Regions from separate parts of the Sus scrofa genome. Here region 1 is linked to region 2. A link is a contact called in public Hi-C data. All regions are on one chromosome and are shown on one strand. Each heading gives the region's core, a stretch centred on a gene start, on an enhancer-like site or on the middle of the called end of the contact. The rest is flanking DNA. Distances are from core to core; before and after follow the strand shown.

The links. Hi-C and Micro-C count contacts between places; a contact is called where the count stands out from the background.
Region 1: a Hi-C map of liver shows a contact between it and region 2, with 4 times the contacts expected there. The contact joins the promoter of MGEA5 here to the promoter of BTRC in region 2. A contact is called at or near these places in 1 of 5 promoter capture datasets (liver) and 1 of 47 Hi-C or Micro-C datasets (liver).

What each region holds. Positions count from the first base shown.
Region 1 is chr14:112,849,059-112,852,881 of Sscrofa11.1, reverse strand. MGEA5 (protein O-GlcNAcase) reads left to right here and starts at 1,667. Exons shown (of 16, transcript XM_003483548.4): 1 at 1,667-2,304. The coding sequence starts at 2,106.
Region 2 is chr14:112,396,261-112,400,072 of Sscrofa11.1, reverse strand. It overlaps BTRC (F-box/WD repeat-containing protein 1A), which reads right to left and starts at 1,309. Exons shown (of 16, transcript XM_021072708.1): 1 at 1,042-1,309. The coding sequence starts at 1,089.

The DNA.
Region 1 (3,823 bases), core at 418-2,917, 450 kb before region 2:
AGAGAGCAGAACCCTATCTCATTCATTCCACAAATATTTATCATAGGCCTACTAAGCTCTGGTTCCTCTTTGTGAGAGCAGGACCCTATCTCATCCATTGCACAAGTATTTATCATAGGCCTACTAAGCTCTGGTTCCTGTTGTAGGTGCTGGGGGGTAGACGTGTGGTACAGAGAGAGAGTGTGTGGCCAGAACTGCCCTTGAAAGTTTGAGAAGGTATGCTCAGGTCATAGACCCCAGAGTGTGGACTATGGAGAGTAGATAAAGTTGTGGATGATGACTTGCTAGCAGTTGCCATAGTGTGAGATGTGAAGCAAAGAGGAAGGTGTCATGAGACTGAGGGAGGTGGGGTGAGCTAGAATGATAATTTCCAGATCCCCCAAAGGACCATTATATCCAGTGAAGTTACTATGGCCCCAAGGTGTCATCACAGGAGATCCCCTGAGAAAATGTTTGCTCCTAACCTCCATCTCAACACTTTAGGAAGAAAAAGAAGAGAGACTGTAAGACTCTGTGGAGCTACAAGTTGGGCTACCCCTGGAGGAGTCTAGCGTGAGACTGAAGTATAAGATGAACAATAATACCAAGTCTTAATAATCAGATCGAGAGCTTATTTCACATTTATACCTCGCATGTTGCTGCAGCTCTCTCAAATCAAGTGCATTATGACGGAACCAAAGGGAGCTGAGAAATATAGCAAGGGGACCCAAGCCCACTGAGGGTTGAGGGAAGGCTTTCCCAAGGAAACGATGTTTATACTGAGGCCCAAGGGCCCTCACTTCTCCCTTACACACACTCCACACTCCCCATTTCCCAAAGGGCCAGGCCTTTTTCCCCCTCCCTACACTTGTACTCTCTTCCACATGCCTAGAGTGCCCTTTTCTCTTCTCTTCACCCCAACTCGGTCTGGCTAACTCCTATTTATCCTTTTTGACCCAGCTCAAAAGTGAAGCCATGGCCACTGCCTCTCCCCAAAAGGAAGATGAAATTGGTCTCTTCTCGGAGTTTCCACATCACTTGGGTACAACGTGTGGAGACAGTGTGTGTACTCGTTTGCCTGTACCACCAAATTGTGAGCTCACAGGAGCCCAAGAGGCCAGCATGAGGCAAGCTCAATTGGTGTCTGCCGAATGAAGGAATGAACGAATGATCTAATTTTTAAAAGGGGTCAGTGCCAACCTGAAGGGGGAAATGTTTCAAGGCAGAGGGGTGAGCTGAGCTTCTTGGAGTGCTGTCTTCACAAAACCGAGTCTGGGTCGGGTTGATGTAATGAGCCAACTCATTAGAAGAATATCTGTAGAAAATAGGTCAGTTTCTTTCTATCTCTTTAAGAACCAGAGGCTTCGTTTCCGCGCCTGCGCATTGAGAGAGTAAACACTTTTTTTTTTTTTTTCCACCTTCTTCCCCCACCCCCGCCCCGCCCTGGTCTTATTGCCCCGACCGGGTGCAGCCTCCTCCCATACTCCCCTTCTTCGGGTGGGGTAATGGTCCGTTCCAGGGCGCCTGGCTCGTTCTGGAGGGTGGCTAGCCTAAATGGTACATTCCACTACCTTCATTACCTTCTGCTTTTGGTGTCTTTTCTGTTCCACTTCCCCCTACCGAATGGAGCTCAATAGGCTGGCCCAAAAGAAGGAGGGGGATCCGGGCTGAAGGGACCGGTCTGAGCCGGTCTCCAGCGCAGGCGCAGTGCGGATAAACAGGAAGCGGGTGGTATAGGCGGCGGCAGAGGAGACACAGGGGCTTCGGGAGGAGGTAGCGAAAGAACTAGGATTATCCGAAGGGCGTCGGAAGCTAACTGAGAACGAGAAAAGGGGCCTTGGTCCAGGGAACGAGAGGTCGCGGCTTCGTTCTCCGCTTAGGTTTCCGACTCGCCAGTTTAGGCTGAGGCAGCGGCTGACAAAGGGCTCGCGCTGGTGCCGCCGCCCTTCTCATCCGGGCATTCGGGTCTCTGCGGAGAGGGAGGGGGAAGGGCAGAGGGGGGGAGGGGAAGGAACCGGAGGGGCGCGCGCTTGGAGCCGAGGCCCTCTGTAGGGCTCCGGGCCGGCGGCCCAACGGACGGAGGCCGAGGAGGACCTGCAGAGGTGGCGGCGGCCAGGGGCAGGAGGATGGTGCAGAAGGAGAGCCAGGCGGCGCTGGAGGAACGGGAGAGCGAGCTCAACTCCAATCCTGCCGCCTCCGCGGGGTCATCGTTGGAGCCGCCTGCAGCTCCAGCCCCCGGAGAAGACAATCCAACCGGGGCCGGGGGAGCCGTGGTGGCCGGGGCGGCAGGCGGGGCTCGGAGGTTCCTATGTGGCGTGGTGGAAGGTGAGCGGTCTGGCGCGGGCTGGGCAAGAGCGCCCTTCCTCCCTCTTCGCTCTAGTTCTAACACGTTCTTTTCTCGTGAGGCAGGTGGCGGCAGTGTTTTAGAGGGGGCTCTAAAAGGAGATTATTCTTTGGATCTGAAATGTGACCTTGCTGAAACGAGGGGAGAGGGGAGACGGAGAGCTGGTCTCGGGTTCTCAGGCGGCGTCGAGTTGCCCTCTGGCTATTAACAATTCTGACCCCACCCGCTTTGGGCTTGGAGCCAGGCATGCTCCAACGGAGGCGGCGTAAGGAGCCTAGTCTTAGGCTCTGAGTTATATATACATCTTTGTATCTTGGGATCTTATTCCCTACGATGGTTTGGGTTCACACGGAAAGACGTGTATAGTGTTGCTGTCCCCACCCTTTGGGAAAAAGACTACCCGTACAGGTGTGATAGTTGTCGTGGAGGGAAGAGAAGCACCGTTGGGTTATATAGTTTTACACATTGCTTTTTGGTTAGAGCTTTGCTGGCCAGTCTCTACCCCTCACGCTTTGGAGATTTATTTGCAGCCTAGAAAGCTGCCATTTGCCAGCTGCTGTGCCTTGCCTCTGAAGGATGAAGCTTTGATTTTAATAATATCTGAGATAACAGAATTTTGGTTTAGTGACTGCAGAGGAGATTTAAAATTGCCCTTCTCACCTTATTCCTTTCCATTTCCCTTTAAAAAGAATGATGGACTTTTCTTCGGGGGGGCTGGAGAGAATGAGCAGAAGATTGCATCACAATTTGTGAATGTAATGGACAAATGTTCTGCTCTGCATTCTATGGAAGCATCAATAAGTTTCTTTTTTTTTTTCCCCTGGAGTGCAGCATGTATTTGAATTTAGGAAGTATTTTGTCTGACCCAGTGTTTCCTAGCTGTATACTTTATTAGTTGTCTACTGTATGTAATGGTATGCATAAGAGTAGCACTGTTAAAAAAAAAATGGTCTCTATAAAAACGTGGAAACGGAAAGAAGGTTTGTTTTCTCAGTTGAGAGCTTTGGCATAGAGTGGTGAAAGATGAGTTTGAAAAATGAGTGGTGGTTATGGTATTTCAGATAAAGTTTAATTGTAGGAAAGAGCAGACTAATTTGCATCTATGGTAAGGGATGAAACAGTTCAGTAAAGTTTTAACTGTCTTGCGAAATTTTGGGGAAAACTACTTATGTATTTGACTAGAGTTGGTGTTTATGAAAACATGATTTTTAACTGTTGTCTAACAGCATTGCTTCCTCTTTGTGGTGCCAATTGATGAAACCATGAATCTGACTCTAAAAGAGCAACTTTAGGGCTTCTGAAGATTAAAATGTTGGACAGTTGAAAAAAAATTTAATGTAGAAGCTTTGTAAGTCAACTATATTTAATAATAATAAATGTACAAAAAATAAAATGTTGAAGCACCTCTAAAGGAATGTTCAATGGCTAGCTCCTTAAGAGAAAAATGTTAATGCTAAGGGTTGTGGGAAAGCTATAAAGACTTGTAAAATTTACCTAGTA
Region 2 (3,812 bases), core at 60-2,559:
TCAATCTAAAACTCAGAAGTAACTACCATTCCTGACATCTCCCATTTCCCACTACCTGCATTCCCTTTTTTATCTCCTGAATTTCTCCACTGATCTCATCACTTCTTATGGGTTTGGATTCTAATCTCCATGGCTTTTCCTTTCCCAGAAAGTGATACAGCACACGGTCCTTTTACTGTTTCTAAATTTAGCACAATTTACAATGTAGGGTAAATTTTATTTTACCCTATTAGATCTCCTGTACGCAGGTTTCCCTAACCAATGAATCTCTTCTCGCCCCTCCTTTCAAACCAGACGACAGAGCCCCTTTCCTGACATTTGTAATTCTGGCTCATAGTCAACACCCCCTTTCCTTTACCCAGAGACTAGATCCCCATACCCAGTTCTTTTCTTCTTAAGTAAGGCCTAGTCCTTTCCAGAGTTTGTCAACATTGGTTTGGCCAAGCAGGGATTGCACCCTGAAGGGAAAGGCTATCTCTCCCACCTCATTCTACAAAACTACAAGTTTCCCACCAGCCCTGGTTCTCTCTACCCTTAGATCCATCAGCATCCAGCCCTGCCCGTTCCCACCCACCTCCCACTCCCAGTATCTTTCCTCCCACGGTCCCGCACTGCCCCTTCTCCACTCCCAAATGCACCTCTTCTGGGCCTTACCCGTATCCCTGACACCGGGAAGGCCCAGCCAGCGGCCGCACGGCGTCTCTCCTTCTGCTCCTCCGCCCTCCAGTAACTGTCCCCACGCCCCTTTCCCTCCAGGGCCCCGCGCGCCGCCCAGAGCCCCCTCCCCGATTAAGCTCCCGCTGTCACTTGGCCTCTCATCCACAAGATGGCGGAGCTGCTGCCCCCACCCCCGGGTCCTCTCTGCAATCCCCTCCTGCCTCTCAGGAGCGCCCGTCCCGTCCCTTCAGTCGCCCCCGCCGCCGGCCTCTGCCCAGGTCCCGCTGCCCCCTCCTCCAGCAGGCAGGAGGCCCAGGCCCCAGCCTCAGAGACGCTGCCAAAACCCCCGCTTCTGCCGTTCCCTGCTCTGCACCTTCTCCTCACCATAAACTTGAGCGCTTTTTCCTGCAGCACCGCTTCGGCCGGGTCCATAATCGCCAGGGGCCACTGGGTCTGCACTCCTCCGGGGCCGCCCCCTTGATGCCAGGCCGCAGCCAACGCAGCGCCGGGATCCCGCCTCCTCTTCCTTCCCCCCGCCCTCTTAGCTCTCAGGCTCAGGCGGAGGGGGGCAAGGAGGACTGACTGTTCCGTGCGCGTGCGTGCCCCTGGCTCACGGGATTTGTAGTTCTGAAGTTTGCCCCGGCAAGAACTGAGGTCACACCGCGAACTCCAACTCCCGAGATACACTGCGGTGAGGTCGCGGTGGCCGACCTCCAGACAACTCGCGGTCAAGTAGAGAGAGAGTCAGCGGATGGGAATCGTAGTTCATAGCTTCCACCGTTGGGAAACAGGGGTAGGGGGAAATGTGGGTGTCTCCGTGGTTACAGAGCGACGCCAGTGTCTTGCCTGGCAGTTGACATCAAGATGGCGATCAGCACCTCGCCTGTAGCCCAAATACTGGGGAAAAAACCTCAGAGGACAGTGGTCCTAGGACCTCCCTAACTGTGGTTGTAGAGAACTGGACAACCACACATTTCATATACCCGGCGTTTGCGGGATGGATATCCACCCAGAGGCAGTTGGGCCTGTGGGCACCTAGTAGCACCTCATATACCAATGAAGAATTTCGAGGTCCTCCTGAGGCTTTGCCTGCGCTTCTATCGCCTTATTCTAACCCACAGCAAGTCAGGGCCAAATAGAACTCTGCTCAGGAAATTCTCCGTGTTTAATGCTCAGAAAGTATGCTCAGCTACTACTAACCCTGAGATGTAAGCCCCGCATTAAGGGTTTAACAGATACTTATAAAACCACCCCCACTCCCGCTTGTGGCTGCACTCCCAGCATGTGGAAGTTCCCAGCCCAGGGATCAAATCCCAGCTGCAGCTGCAACCTAAGCCACAACTGCATCAAGGACAGATCCTTAACCCTCTGAGCCACGGTTGGAACTCTGAAAAAAGCCTTTAATGGTGGATTATAATGGCTATCCAGAAAATAAAGCATGTAAGTATTTATTTTGGCCTTAAAAGAGACATTTATTTTGGAAATTGGGTTTACCCTCCGTTGAAAAAACCCTAGAGGAGTTCCCATGGGGCTTAGCAGGTTAAGAACCTGACATAGTGTCCCTGAGGATACAGGTTTGATCCCTGGCCTCACTCAGTGGGTTAAGGATCCAGCATTGGCACAAGCCGTGGTGTAGTTTGGAGATGCAGCTGGAATCTGGTGTTGCTATAGCTGTAGCATAAGCCTGCCACTGCAGCTCCAATTTGACCGCTAGCCTAGGAACTTCCATGTGCCACAGGTGTGGCAGTAAAATGAAAATAACAACACTAGAATTGGGCTAAAAGTGACAGACGCGTACAAAAATCTGAGTTCGTAAAGTAAGTGAATTAGAGAAATTCCTTTTCAGTTTTAGGGAAATTTTCTATTGTAAACTATTTTATTCATTCAACAAACAGTAAGCACATAACCATGTGCAGACATTACGCCAAGAAATGGACTTTCATTAGTGAACACATTAGAGCCAGTCTTGTGGAACTTCTATTTCTAGTATGTTGCTACTTTGTCCTAGTCATCCCTATATCCAAAGAACTTGGCACAAAACCTAATACATAACAGGCTTTCCATTAATAAAAAGTTTTACACTGGCGTTCCTGTCGTGGCGTAGCAAAAACAAATCCCACTAGGAACCATGAGGTTTCAGGTTCAATCCCTGGCCTCTCTCAGTGGGTTAAGGATTTGGCATTGCCATGAGCTGTGGTGTAGGTCGCAGACGCGGCTCGGATCTGGTGTTGCTATGGCTATTGGTGTAGGCCAGCAACTGTAGCTCTGATTTGACCCCTAGCCTGGGAATCTCCCTATGCCATAGGTGCGACTCTAAAAAGAAAAAAAAAAAAAAAAAAAAAAAAAAGTGTTCTGGGAGTTCCCATTGCAGCACAGCAGAAACAAACCTGACTAGTATCCATGAGGATGCAGGTTCGATCCCTGGCTTCACTCAGTGGGTTAAGGATCTGGCATTGTCATGAGCTGTGGTATAGATTACAGACACGTTTTGGATCCTGCTTTGCTGTGGCTGTGGTGTAGACTGGCAGCTGTAGCTCCAATTGGACCCCTAGCCTGGGAACATCCATACGCCGCAGGTATGGCCCTGAAAACAGAAAGAAAAAAAAAAGTTCTACACTACTGCAAAATTGAGACTCAAAAAAAAGAAAAAAGGAAAAGGAAAAAAAAGGGAGTTCCCATTGTGGCTCAGCAGTTAACGAATCTGACCAGCATCCATGAAAACGCAGATTCCATCCTTGGCCTCCCTCAGTGGGTTAGGGATCTGGTGTTGCCATGAGCTGTGGTGTAGGTCACAGATGAGGTTTGGATCTGGTGTTGCTGTGGCTGTGATGTAGGCCCACAGCTACAGCCCTGATTGGACCTCTAGACTAGAAATTTCTACATGCTTTGGGGTGGCCCTAAAAAGCAAAAGAAAAAAGGAAAGAAAACTAATTTATACTGAAATTACTACCTGCAAGTTTTTGTTTTGCTTTGTGTTTTTGGTTTTGTTTTTTTGTTTTTGTTTTTTGCTCTTTAGGGCCACCCTCAGGGCATATGGAAGTTCCCAGGCTAGGGGTTGAATTGGAGCTACATCTGCTGGCCTAAACCACAGCCCCAGCCATGCCAGATCCAAGCCTCATCTACAACCTACAGCACAGCTCACAGCAACGCCAGAT